2 separate regions of the Zea mays genome follow, and region 1 is linked to region 2. A link is a contact called in public Hi-C data. All regions are on one chromosome and are shown on one strand. Each heading gives the region's core, a stretch centred on a gene start, on an enhancer-like site or on the middle of the called end of the contact. The rest is flanking DNA. Distances are from core to core; before and after follow the strand shown.

Region 1 (7,301 bases), core at 706-3,205, 350 kb before region 2:
GTTACACTTCATGCACCAATCTGTGGCTGCCATTGATGGCACTCCTTTTTTTTATCTCTGCAGATGTGTGTTCGCAACCTAAACGAAAACATCTTCTGTAGTGACACAAACATGCAAAGCATAGAGTTTGAGAAATTGAACCACCAAGCAATTTAGTGCGTCCTATTGACAACGCATGGTGCTTTTATAATGTATCCATTCCCCTATTCTTTATGCTATTTGAGAGTTGCTATTTGTTAATACATACAAAACCAATTACGATACTACCTACATGTGTGCGCCAAGTTTCCTAAATCATGCAAAACCAAGACAAATCAGCTACAACTACTATTGGTGCAACCTTTCAACTGTGTTGTTACAGCTTTCTTGAAGCCATCTAATGTGGTAACCTTGATATACATAGACTCTGACAGTATGGCCAAATAAACATAAACTAAAGAGCTCAGATGCTAGGAAACTACAGAACACCGTCTAAACGACGCCATTATGTGCAAGCACGCTGTGTGTTAAATAGATGGAGTAATTTTCTTTAGCTTCTACTAAACTCTGTCATGCTCTTGGATCACTTTTAATTTTAGAGAAGAGAGTACAAACCTGCCATATTTGGATGTCAGATAAGTCTTTGAGCCTCTTTCTTCTGCATTTGGATGTCAGATAAGTTGAAACCCCAGTCAGATACTTGCAGTACAGCTTCCTCTACAAATGGCCTTGCATCTCCTTAGCGCACAGACTCTGCAACATCTTAATGGTATACGAAGAATTAATCAGAAGATAGAAAAGAAATGAAAAATATGATACACAAGAAGTAATTGAGAACCAAGCAGTAAGCATATGCAGCTAGCAACCATCTCATAACTAACTCACAGCAAGCTACTAAAGCAAAAATAGTGTCCTTATACTGTGATCGTCTAGAAACCATCTTATAACTAAAGCACGATGACCAGCAGTTCTAAATAGCATTTGATTAACCATTTCTTTTCTGGATGGCCATTTTATTCACGAGTCATATTGCCCAAACATCACCTGTACAGACCGACATTAAGAACACAGATTGCATTCGTATTTTCTTTTACTACTTGCAATCACTTGTAGCCTAAAGTGACTGTACAGCATCATTTCAGGATTTGAAAAACTATCTTGCCTGGTACCCCTTCCTAAGATGCTCATTGACAACCAGATGAGCACACAGCGGCAGCGGCACAGGATCAGATTTTTGCAACAATCGCCAGCAGTACGGTCGGTGGTTATTGTTGAAATATAATATAAGTGAATTGTGCATCTCTTCTTATCCTATCAGCTTAAACCACGACACTCCCGAGCCGAATTGCGATAACATCACTGGAATGCAGGGAGCAAAATGATTTTGCGCTCCACCCCAAGGAACACCATGGTGCTGGAGAGCAGTGACAAACAGCTAGGTAGTGCCGTAGTGTTCTTGTGGGTTCCGAATCGCAAGGGGCGAACAGTACGCTCGCGTGAGTGACGCACCACGTAGCAAGCTGCGTACCTCGGTCGCCGGCGTCCTCTGTGAGGGCGAGCGCGATGACGGCCCTGAGGTCGTAGGTGGGGTGCGCCGGCGGCGCCACTGGAGACGCGGGTGCCCGCGCCACGGTCGACATGGGAGCGGCCCGGGGGCGAGCGGGCAGGCGCAGGAGGCGGGGTGGGAGCCGCTGGTGGTTAGAGCAAGGCGACGGGTAGGAGACGTGGAGGCTGTGGCGGCGGGCGAGGAGGAAGCGCACGGGGCAGGGGGCGGGGGCCGTTGGGATCGCGGGCATCGCTCGCAGCCGGCGCGTGGTGTACTGGTGTTGGGAGCTGGGACGCGAGCAAGAGGTGGGGGAGGAAGAAAGGCCGAAAGGGGTGCGGCGATAAGGATGGATGCCGAAAGGCGGACGCGATAAGGATGGAGGCGGGGGCACCGTGGTAGTCTACACTGCGGTCTTAATAGATAGTAGAGATTTACCCATGTCCCGCCTCCCCCTCTCCTCCGCCCTCCCAGTCCATCTCTCCAGTGATCCAGTCCTAACACTCCCCTCCGCGCCGACGCCTCTGGTGTCTGGTCAGGCGGTCACCACTTCACCAACAGGCGCCACCACACCACCGACCCATTTGCCGCGTTGGTGTTGCCGGATCTTCAAGCAGGCAGCACACCCCACCCGGACCCGAGAACCCGCGCGCGCGCGTATTAATAACGGCAACCTCGCTCGCGGCTCGCCGAGGGAATCGCACGCACCCAGCGATCAGCGCAGATTCCTTCCACGCCCCCCCTCCTTTCCAGGTCCCCTCGCCCGCGCTCTCAGATCTCGCGCGCCTCCCACAAGGTACGGACATTTTTTTTTGGCTTATGGCGTCCTACCTTCTCCGTCCATGGATCGTTGGTTGGTTGGTTGATCCCTCGAGTCTTGTGGGGTGCGATCCGCGATGCTGGCGCGGGGGCAAGGGGGGTCTCGGTTTGAATTAGTTGATTTCGCAGTTCAGGGTGCGCATCTGGTGAGTAGGGATCCAGAGAACGGGCGTTTTGAGCCGGATCTAGGGGTAGTGGCCACTGGGCTAGCTTAGCCTTCCGCTAATGACAGTATAGTGACGCCCCGTGCTTTTCTGGTTCTAGAAGGGTGCGCCAGGTGCTCTTGCTGTGTGATCTTTGTCGCCTTGTGACGCTGGGGACCGGGTTATTGGCGGGAGTTTGTCAGAATAATACATAAAGAACTGGTGCCACGAGATCGGGGGACTTCAGATCAGGTTATGGCTTATGATTGTTGATCTTCTGATTGTTAATGACTTGAATCACCGCATCTGTTGGTATAGGTAGAACATTGTCGGATCCTACCTAGGATGCCTTCTTCATTGAGACGCCTGCTGAATAAGCACTGAGATAAAGCCAGCACCCTCAATAGAATGCATGGGATGGGTTATGCTTCAATTGTTTGGTGGCTAAACAATCTTTTAGCCGATTAGCATCTAATGCTGCAAACATGAGACAACCAGTAGAAGCCAATCTGTCCTTAACAACCTAGTTGATATAATTTGTCCGGTGTCCCAACTATGTAACATTGTATTTCTTGGTAGACAAAAGTGGTTGCTTACTTGCTTTGACTTTTATGAAATGGTTCCTTTTTCGCATTTGATATGTGCAAGTTTGGAGTTTTAGTTGTACAAAGATGCAATACCAATTGTAATCAAACTGCAGGGAAACCTTGAGCCATGGGCACAGTTGTGGATGCCGCTCCAGCAGTTGTGGCTGAGGTACTTTGCATTACTCATTTACTTGAAGTTTCTGATCCTCTGCATATTCAATAATTGGCTCTGCTGCAAGCCTGCAAATCACTAGGTTCGTTGAGAATGTTCAGCATTTTACCTTTTCATTAACAAAATATAATTGAGATTGCTGAACCCTTCAGTTTATAGGTCAGACGTTTCGAAGTTTCTAAATTTCTATTACATTTACATCAACAGTTGGTGCCTTTGAACCTTGCATTTCGTAACTTAATTTCAGCTGATTTTTGTTAGTATTTATGCCTTGCCTTATTTTCCTGTCTGATTCATGCTTTTTGAGATCAAATCAATCTCCATATCCTTAAGGAATTTGCACTTCCTGCATGTTTTCATTAAAGAGAGGTCGTCCTCATCTCATAAGACTTGTGCTATTCACAAACTATGGTTCGTCTTAGAAATGTGCTCTATGTGCAGGTCACTGAGAACATGTTGGGTGGCAAGAAAGTTACAGTTGTATTTGTCCTAGGTATCTGTTCTATCTTTAGTAATGTTCAGTTATTTGTGTCCTACCTCATAAAAGAGAACGAACTTATAACAGCTTCGAACTTAAATGAGCTCATATGCTATATGGGGCTACTATGTGCACCTTGAATAGATGATTTTGTTTTCTATCTGATAAAAAAACACGCGTAGGTGGTCCTGGAAGTGGAAAAGGCACACAGTGTGCCAACATCGTGGAGCACTTTGGATTCACCCATCTTAGTGCTGGAGATCTTCTGCGTGCAGAGATTAAATCTGGCTCTGAGAACGGGTATGTTTTCCCCTCTGAGAAAGCTTAACTTATCATCTTTTCCCTTCTGGATAGACTTCTTTCTTAGAGAAAACACGGGATCAGTCTTGTTGAGCTGCAGATTTGACGTTTTGCGTTCTCTGTCTATGGTGCTCCTTGATGTTTCACAGAACCATGATTGAGAACATGATAAAGGAGGGAAAGATTGTTCCATCGGAGGTGACTATAAAGCTTTTGCAGGAGGCAATGATAAAAAGTGAAAATGACAAATTCCTGATCGATGGATTTCCAAGGAATGAGGAGAATCGTGCAGCCTTTGAGAATGTTGTAAGGCCCTCTTTATTTATACACAAAATTTGTCTGGTTCTCATGCCAGTTTAAGAGATTATCGTTCTGCTCTTTTAGTTACTTATAAATTAATTTGCAGACCGTTAATTTCTTTCTTGTTGCTTCAGACCAAAATTTCTCCTGCATTTGTGCTATTCTTTGACTGTTCTGAAGAAGATATGGAGAAACGACTCCTGGGGCGCAATCAGGTTTCCTTCATCTTTTTGTGTTTTTTAGTCACAAAATTCTTGTTTCCAATATTTCTTACTGTCTATGCAGGGAAGGGTTGATGATAACATTGAAACTATCAAAAAAAGGTTCAAAACCTTTGTTGACTCAACTCTGCCTGTCATTGAGCATTACAACTCAAAGGACAAGGTTAAAAAGGTATTGATGAACTTTTAACTTGCCAGGGGTACTCCTATTGCACTCTGATGACACAAATACGTGATGTATTATACAGTAGAGATAAAGCCAGAAATAAGATGCGCATTAGATTAAATACGTGAGGTTAGAAGGATATTTTAGATCTATCCTGTGTGTATTCCTTCGCTAATGATCATTATAGTCCACGTTTCAATTAATTGCTGGCCTTTTCTTTTTGCAATGTTTTCACTTTAGCCTCTGTAGTAACTTTTCATTTATCAGATTGATGCTGCAAAACCAATCCCCGAGGTGTTTGAAGACGTCAAAGCCATTTTTGCCCCATATTCTCTAAAGGTAATTAGGTTTCACTTGTTGTTTGTGTATTCTTTTCTCCAGATGGATCTTTAATCTCATGTTTGCCTTAGCATCGCATTGAATATGTTCCATCTTTGAATATATGTCTACAAACATTATGTGCCTTTGAATATGTTCCGGCACCTTTAAAAACTTCATTTCCCCATTATATTGGGATGACTAAAATACTAGTACAAATCTACTCATCACATTTCCTTCTCTCTATCAGGCTGAATAGAGCAATCTAAGGGACATGATAAAGGTGATACATGGTGTCTAGGTATACCCTCTATATTGTGCCTGGCCTAAAAGATTTAATATTGTTCTTGCCACCATAAGTGGGACTCTTTTTTTTAACATAAATAATTGGGATTCTCATGTAACATTAATGTACTTTTTTTTTGCAGGCACCACATAAACATATCTGTGATTATGATGGACCCTTTAATATAGAACAAAAGTTTTGGCTCATTTGAGCTACCAGCGTACCAGTAGGCAATTCGATTTGTTACCAGCAACAAGTGATCTGATTCCCAGTGGTCCTGCTAGAGTAACATTTTTTACCACTGTCTGTTGTCTATGTATCCTTTGATATTGTGTTGTACCAATGTGCAATTTACTCTATGGACTGATGGAACATTGTGCCATCCCATCCACCAGATTTATTGTGGCGTTATGGAAAGCATAGAACCGCTGCCATATTCTTTAATTTGTACGCTGAAATATACTCGTTGGCACCGAACTTTTGGTTGATGACTTCGTGATATAATAACCCTACCGGCAGTAAATATCTACGCTCAACAATGTTCTCAAAAGCCTCCTCTAAATACAAAAGATACTTCTTCATTCTTCCTATGCATAGAGGCACCGTCTCATCTTCTCCATAAATTTTTATAGAGTAAAATATATTTTTGGTGCTTAAACTTGTCGTTTTTTTATCATCTCGGTCCATAAATTTTTAAAGTGTGTCTTCTAAAGGTTTAATCGATGTTTGGATCTTAATTACATCCGAACGGACAGAAATAGACATGTTATAATCGACACGTGGGATCGTATACCACGAATGGTACTGGTAGGTCAGCACACGAGCGCTGAGATGGCTCAGCCATCTTTACCATCGGAGCTGTGGCACCAGATGGTGTCCTTGGGAACCAGCACATTCGGCAGGTAACTTGTTTAAGCAGAGCATGTAGGTGGGCGGAGCATGCTTGTTCTTTAGAAGTAACGCGATGGTGATCTTGCACGACTACCCCTCGTGCAGCTCAGCATCACGCTGGCTATATGACGCCCACGGCAATCTACCTGTCGTCCTCGACTACACCGAGGGCTGTTGAGAAGTGGAGTTATCGGACTTCGATATCCGCCGTGACTGTTAGGATTTATGGGCTTGGCCTAGTTAAGAAATTCTAATAAATCACAGGAAAATCTCAAAAGCCCATACAAGTGGATGGCTAGGGAATTGGTGGAACCAATAGCACCATATTGCTAGTTCTAGTGGAGTAGAGCTAGCTTAAATATGGAAGCCACACTCACTCATCAAGTCATGGATGAGAGGAGAGAGTGTGGAGAGCCACACGCGCGCGCTCGCTCGCCTGGCCTCGCCTGGGCGGGGCGAAGGGCGCGGGCGAACGACATGCGCGTGAATGATCCGCCGAAATCCGGCCCCCCCCTTGCGGGGGCGCGACTACTTTTTGCCGTTTGATTTTTTGGTTACTTGGCTGTTACGCTTATCCTAACCGATCGCTATAAAATCTCAACTGATCGCGAGATTTTTGTGGGTGGATAAGATCGGGGGTCGCGGACTCGGCCCGATATAAGGAGCCCGGCAGCCAGCCTCCAAATCATTCCAGTTTCGCTTTCGCCTCTCTTCATAGCTGAGCCGCCTTTTAGTTCTCTTCGTCCCGACCGCAGAGGTGCATCTGCGATCAGGAGAGCAGGTCTCCGGAACCCTTCGTCTTCTAGATCCTGACCGGGAGAGGGCGAATAAGGTTTTTGGGAAGCGTCTTCACGCGACTGCTCGTGATCTTCTGACCTCGTCGACCCTGCTGATTTCGCTACTTCGACATCGTCGACCCTGCTGATTCCGGCGCGCGTCATCTATCAGTAAGTCTAATCAGTACACATCATCTGATTTGGCTTTTATTTCAGTTCTTCTGATTTGGTCATGATTTATATTCGGAATTTAATTTAGAATTTGTCTAATTATTCAACAATCCAAAAACCTTATTGTAGACAATTTCCTAGTTTTTCTATG
Region 2 (7,359 bases), core at 4,368-6,867:
ATGATTAGACAATAGTGTTTAATTTTAGTAACTTATGGACTTTAGTGGTTGTAATATTTGAACTTTGTTTGGACATTGTCGGTCTGTACTCTTTTCCTTACAGAGGGGGGCCCTATAATGGGGTGTAAGGTTTTTAATGAGGCAGACTGAGTAATATATTTATGTTTCCCACAATCCGTGTGTTCTCTCAATTTGTGTGTTCTCTCAAATCTGTGTGTCCAGCATCATCTGTGTGTCTAACATCATTGTATTGAGCATCATTGTATTGTGTGTCCAGCATAATGTGGGTCGGGCTTGGGCCGGCACGGCACGACAAAGGCACGACCCAATTCCCAGCACTACTCACATGTATACCAGCAGTGGTTGCATGCGTACAAACAACCTTCTCGTTGCATTTTTGGTTTGTGGCGTGGATAGTGTTGGGAATTGTCTGCTGTAAGAGAGGTATCTGAAATTTCTGCATCACACTCAGTAACATGTGAGTCTATCTCACTTTCACCATATTTTTTGTAATAGTAGCCAAAGACACGGAACAAGTCATCTTTTGCATGATTAAAAGCATCTGCAAAATCCATATCTAATGCATCACCTATTCCCTCCAATGCAGTTTGTAAACCATCCAATTTCTTGCGTGGATCAAAAATAGTCACAAAACAGTATACATGTGATATTTGTTCAAAGTATTTTAGAAACTTTACCTCCATTGGAGCAACAATAGTGTTTAGAAGGCTATCAGATCTGAACTTAGAAAAAGATTCAGCCATTAACCAAATATAATCAATCACTAAGCAAGTTGTAGGATAGTATACACCTGATAGAACATTTGTAACTGCATAAAAAGTCATTAGAAACTCTCTAAATTGACGCGCAATGAACCAATCAGCATCTGTAAGTATTAAATCTAGATCTTTGGCATTAGCATTCACAAAGACAGTAATTAGTTCTTCAGAACCTTCTAAACTCTTAAGCATATGGTAGGTTGAATTCCATCTAATCTTCATATCAAGACCAAATTTTCTTGGTCTCATATCTTGAGCTTAACAATACTCAGCAAATCTAGATATCATTTGAGGTGTGCTTGTTATGAAACGAATAGCAGCACGAATATTATTCAAGTACTTATTTGCAATTGTTATACCAGCTTGAACAACCAAATTTATAATGTGGCACACACCTATGATGGATAATATAACCTTTTATATATGACTGCAACTGAGGGGTGAGAATATCAATAGTAGTTGTGTTTGCGGAAGCACTGTCAAGAGTTATAGAGAGAATCTTACCATCTATCGCAAAATCACGAACTACCTCAAGTATATGGTTAACAATTGCATCTCCAGTATGTGACTCATCCATCATTTTAAAACTGATGACTCGCTTATTTAAAGCATATGAATCATCCAAGTAGTGGGCAACAACAGAAACATAACAGGTTTTTTGGTGTGATGAAGTCCAAATGTCCGATGTTAAAGCAAATGAGAACTGAACCTTTTTAAATGACTCTTTAAGAGCAGCAAGTTTATTTTTGTATATTGCAATCAAATCAGATTTTGTAGTTTTTCTAGTGACAGGCTGATATTGTGGGCAGAAAGCACGTTGAATCAAGTTCTTAAAATTTGGCTCTCACCCAACATAATCGGTAAATCTTCACAAACAATAAATTTGGCTATTTCATCACGCGCTACCTATGGGTTGTAAACCCATGTACTTATTGTACCATCAGCACTAAAGTTAAGATTGGTTTGCGTACCTCCTCCTTGAGTTTTTCCTAGCTTTGTCAAACACGCTTTGTAGTGCCGATTCAAATGTCTCGTGCCAACAGCTGAACCTGCACTCAATTCACTTTTGCAATAGTTACATACAGCAAAAAAATATACTACACCATCCTCAATGACTTCCTTCTTCACCATATGTTTCCAGCAGTCTGCCCTCGAGCTATACTTTGCACTGCTTGATAACGCCGACGCTGGTGCACAATCACCATCACCCAGTTCACCCCCATGGACGACATATGGTGTTTGTGGTGGTTCACCAGCAGCCACACGACCCACATCCACATCCAGTTCACCAGCAGCCACACTACCACTCACACCTAGTTCACCACCAGACGCACCAACGTTAGTATTAGGATTAGGATTAGGACAAGGATAAGGATTGGTTTCACTAGCCCTAGACTTGGATGCCATTAGAGGATGTCTCCGACCATATCGACTCATAGGACCTCGGTCTGCCAGGCTAAGATAGAAGGGGCTGGATTTATAGAACTGGAAACCTGAGAATCAAAGCAACACGTGGGCGACGCCTCGGCCTGTCGCGTCATTTATTGTGGCGAGAGACGAGTAGCTGACTAGGGTTCAACTTCCAAGCAAGGGAAGGGCGAAGGGCATGTGGAAGATGAAGAGTGAAGAACTGAAGAGTAACCTGTATGTTGTAATGGCCTCCATGATCCCAAGGTTCGGGGAGCTCACCTTCTGCGTCGAGTGGTGGAGACATCACTGGAGGACCGGTCACTGGCGGCGGCCGGCGGAGGGAGCGACGGGGCTTAGGGTTTTCCTGTTGCTGTTGCGTGCGTGTGCGTCTATATGAGAGCTGTGCGGCGGGCTGACTGTTGGCACTAGCATGTGCGATTGGGCCATCCTGTGAGAGTTGTGCGGCGACTGCAAGCGACTGGGAGTGGCACTAGCATGTGCAGTTGGGTTGCAGGCTTGTTTTAACGTCAAACCGAGACACTAGCACTAGTACTAGCAAGGCTGCTCCTTGTTTTAACATCAAACCGAGAGAGCTGCGGGCTACTGTACGTGTACCTAATAAATGGGCCAACTTCGTGCTTTTACGGGCTTTTTTCGTGTCGGGCCAGCCCAAACCCGGCCCACGCGTGCGGGCCGTGCCGGGGGTCCAACAGGCCAACATTTAAGGCCCAACCTAAGCCCGTCTTCGGGTCGTGCTAGTCCCGCCCAAACTGTTACGTGTCGGACCGTGCTTTGGGCTATTGATTTCGGGCCGTGCTCGTGCTGCCGCGCCGCTTGGAGCGACAGAGCACCGGGGATGGCTAGCTAGGGAGGGTAGCGGCGCCGGCTACCTTGGGCTGCGTCGGTCGGCGGCGCGGATGACCTCGGGCGAACTTTCTCCATGCAAATCCACCGGGAAAGCAACCCGCAGGAAGGAGAAAAGCACGGCAGGTCAGAGCCGCTGTTGCTTGTTGCCCTTTCCCCACGCTGCGCTGCAGCGGCGATTCGCCGTTTGGCGCATCCGCTCGGCAACGTCAACTGATCAGAACCAGTGAGAAAGTGAGATCTTCCTAGGTTGTGTCAGATGAGCGATGACCAGATCGGTTTTGCTTTTGTGGCAACAGTGGATCGTGGCAGGTCGGCTGGCCGTGAGTCTGGTCCGAGTCGAGTGAACGGCAGCCGGCCGTAATCGCCAGAGGCGAGGTGGCTCCACGGTCAATGCTGGTCGAATGAACGCTGGACCGCGACACGAAACGCCCAGGGTGTGGCCGGCTGCGTTGTGCGTGCGGTGTTTGGGGGCACGCAACGGTCAGGACTGTTCTTTTGTGGCAGCTGGGGTACTCTGATCGGGTTGGGGCTGTCACGGGTGTAGGCAGGGCAGGCAGACTGTAATCTGTATGAACGGCATCGGTGTGCTTATTACTGTTGTTCGGTTCCTCAGAAGACAGTCAAACAAGACAACCAAGTAGGAGGGGGGAGGGGACGGGAAAGCCGCGAGGAATCCTACGGTATTGCTAAGCCTGCTCCTGCACCTGCACCTCGTTCGTCCTCCAGCCCAAGCCCAGTTCAGGAGAGAACGGCCATCAGATCCGACGCCCTCAGCACGATGTAGTTCGTGCCGTCGGCGCCCTTGAACTCGCTGCCGGCGTACTTGGAGTACAGGACAGTGCTCCCCGCGGAGACGGACAGCGCGAGCCTCTCGCCATCCTCGTCCAGGGGGCCTGGGCCAACCGCTACGACCTGCGTCTCCGACCAAGAAAATACATGTCGCTGTCACATTTTCCGCTTCTTCTGGATTGCACTAGATGTCAAGTCATACTTTTAAGTTCCCACACCGCCACACGGCGTACAGTCCAAAACAGTACAGTCGGTACCATATGCGTGTGTTTGACTCGTGCAGAAAAGAGCTAAAAAATTGAGTAACTGACCGTTCCGATAGATGGCTTCTCCTTGGCAGTTTCCGTAAGCAGTAGGCCTCCTGGAGTTTTGTCTTCAGCTTCAGCAACCTACCAGAAGAGACACGTCATGCAAACACAAGGGTGAGCCAACCTGACCAGCGATGCATACTTTTACTGGAACAAGCACAAATACGACGAGACTGTGTAAACCAGATGTCAAGACCGAATAAATATGAGATCACCACCTTGATTAGAACACGGTCGTTCAGAGGCTTCATGTCTTTCACGTCATCAGTTTCTAAGATACCTATAACGTCATCCTCTTTGAGAACCAGATGGCTGTGATCGTTCAACGCGACCTCGGTTCCAGCGTACTTAGAATACACAACCTGAGCTCCAACCTGAAGTGGTAGCAAATGCACATGTTAGCATGTACTCTCTTTTTCGTGCCGACAATGGGGCAAAGCTTGCTTGTATTAAGGACTATGACACCAGAGCAAGATACACAGATAATTCAGATGGAAACAGACCTGAATGCTGACATCAACTTTCTTATCCCCAATTATCCTTCCTTCTCCAACAGCAACTACCTCGCCACCTTGAGGTCTGGACTGAGCAGTCGTAGGGAGCAAGATTCCACCAGTTGTCTTCTCCTCGGAAGAGTTAATCTTTACAAGCACTCTATCAGCCAAGGGCTTAAGTGTTGTATACTGCAATGAATAACAAGGCATAGTGTTTATTCCTGCAAAGCATTAAAAATAGACTCTACAAAGCAAATGAAATTATCTGTGCCCAACAGCAGAGCCAAGAAAATATTAAGTCTCTATTCAAAATTATAAAATGTTTTGGCTTTTCTAGATACATAGCTTTTGCTATGCATTTCGATACACTATGTAAATTCACCACATGTAAGCATGGAGTAAGGTGCAATTCACCACATGTAAGCATTAATGAAACCACAACCATACATTAGTGTAACTTAATCCACAACACAGATACCAGAGTTTCGAATTCTAAGAAGCTAACCATAACCTAACAAACCAGCATTTCAAAACCCCAACCGTTTTGCCTCTATTCCGTCAAAACCAAAGCCAAAGGAACCTAGTCAGTACCTCAGCGTTCACCAAAGACTCTCATCGATAACTTTTCGCTCTGCTGCCTCGGTAAGCATATGCAACAGCACGCAATTCGGTAATAGCCAATAACCCAACCCACTAACACCATTCCCCCATGAAAACAGCACCATCAAGCTACATTGCCTGGCCACGCACCTTGGGGGCGACGACGGTAGCGGCCCTGACGACGAGGCCGCGGAACGCCCGCCGCGCCGGGCAGACCTCGCCGAAGGTCAACGTAGAGCGAAGCCGGAGCGCACCGGTGGAGGCCTTCCCCTTCACAGAGAAGGCCGCGGCACCGACCCCCGCGCCGGAGACCTGCACCGACGCCATTCCTCGAGCAGATAAACCCTAGCGGATAGCACAGAGGACAGCAAGAGCGGCGGAAGACGCAGAGGAGCTGGAGAAGTACTTTATCCCCAGGGAGACGCCACGATTCTAGCAGGCCCGTGGTGTAGCCCTCTTTTTACCCTGGAGGGGCTTCGACGCGGCCCACTAAACTCTGGGCTGAGAAGGCAGTCGTCTCACTGAGACTGGCCTGTGCCCGTTTAGTACTTTATTAGTTTCCTAATCGCGGTTTAGTATTCTTGTGTGGTTCTATATTGGAGAGTGAGTTTCTAGTTATAGTCTAATTTCACTATATAATCCACAAAATTAAAGTTTCTAAAAATACCCAACCAAATTACCCCACACTCATAACATCCATTAAATCCACTAAACAAATTACACACGGACTTAACTCACCATGGTTCAGATTGCTAGATAACCCTCTCTCACTTACTCAATCAAATCCAATAGATAATATCATTTAGATCATCTCTCATCCCTCCCCCTCCCCTGCGACTCTGTTGGAGCCTCCCCCTAGCCCGCGACTCGCTACACCCTCCCCTCACTCGTGTAGCCCGTCAAGCCCTCCCATCACGCCGCCGCCACCATTGATCCATCCCCTCGGTGAATTGTAGGGTTATCATGGATTATATGCTAGTATCACTATGTTGGGTGCTCCAAAGCTATCAAAAGAGGGACATACTAATCGAAACGGATGAGACATATATTTCATAAACCTATCAATATTTAATGTTGTTTTAAATTAAATTATTTTTGTACTAATAATATTTATTTAAACACTTATACTAATTACTAGTAAAATATTTAATCTAATTAACTTAAAACTAATCACTCAATGTTCCATTATAATTAGATTTACCAAACTCATATACTGAAAATCCATACTTATTACTAAATTAATCATGAAATGAAATCAATATTTATTAGTTTAATAATATAAATGTTATGAATATGGCCAACGAAAATTATACTCACAACATTCACAGGCGTACTCGGAGCGGAGTCGGAAGGGCCGATCGAGGCGAGAGTTAGCTTGCGTAGGTGTTTTATTAATTTCTTACCAGCCCGCCGATCGATCCACGCCGCCGGTGGTAATACGCGGTGCCCCATGCATGATCGATCGAGCCCTCCCAATCGCGAGGTGCACGGCCGGGGCCGGCGAACAGACGATGATGGGGGCGAGAAGCCATGTTGGAGAAGGAGCGCACGTGCTGCGACGACCACGTACGCGTGCAGCCACAGGCCAAGCTGCCCTAAGGCTTCGACTTGTCGGCGAGCACGTGCCCTGCTTCTCCAGCACGGTTTGCTCGCCCCTCCGCGTGCACGGTTTGATCCGCCATGGTACGCCCGATCGATGAGGTAGACGATGGCCACGAGGTGCGTGGCACTCGCAGAGGCGTGTGTATATATAGATAGCAAAGCTTGCTTATTGGGCAGCGTTTGTGTGTGTGACTGTGTGTGGTAGGAAGGCATGCATGGGCAATATGGCATGGCTGATCGATGGCTCGAAAGAGGGAAGCCGGCCGGCTGCCCGGCCCTGCCGCCTCGGATGCTAGGTCAGATGAGACGACAGACGAAACGGAGTGTACGTGGCAGCAGACCTCGATGATGGGCCGGGATCTCCATCCATCTCTCCCCTCTTCCAACACCTCGATCGGCCAGGTTGCTGTTGCAGTTAGTCGCTGTCCAACTCCCAAGTGCATTTTTAACGTGATGACGCACCAAACCCAATGCCGCGCGCGCCGGTTTTACTTCACCGCCGTTTGTTTA

What was found. A called contact is a pair of places that touch in the nucleus more often than the background predicts.
Region 1: a Hi-C map of ear shows a contact between it and region 2, with 1.7 times the contacts expected there. The contact joins the promoter of LOC100193828 here to the promoter of LOC100383971 in region 2. A contact is called at or near these places in 4 of 25 Hi-C or Micro-C datasets (ear, endosperm, leaf and 1 more).

Annotation. Positions count from the first base shown.
Region 1 is chr4:181,906,096-181,913,396 of Zm-B73-REFERENCE-NAM-5.0, reverse strand. LOC100193828 reads left to right here and starts at 1,955. Exons shown (of 10, transcript NM_001138910.2): 1 at 1,955-2,318; 2 at 3,185-3,240; 3 at 3,685-3,736; 4 at 3,904-4,021; 5 at 4,171-4,327; 6 at 4,456-4,536; 7 at 4,607-4,714; 8 at 4,976-5,047; 9 at 5,277-5,327; 10 at 5,455-5,752. The coding sequence starts at 3,199. The coding sequence ends at 5,285. LOC103654208 (a long non-coding RNA gene) reads right to left here and starts at 737. Exons shown (of 5, transcript XR_002268833.3): 1 at 595-737.
Region 2 is chr4:181,555,108-181,562,466 of Zm-B73-REFERENCE-NAM-5.0, reverse strand. LOC100383971 (chaperonin10) reads right to left here and starts at 5,617. Exons shown (of 5, transcript NM_001176584.1): 1 at 5,398-5,617; 2 at 4,657-4,836; 3 at 4,372-4,527; 4 at 4,157-4,234; 5 at 3,624-3,968. The coding sequence starts at 5,574. The coding sequence ends at 3,795. It overlaps MIR164f (microRNA MIR164f), which reads right to left and starts at 6,886; the gene lies at 6,779-6,886.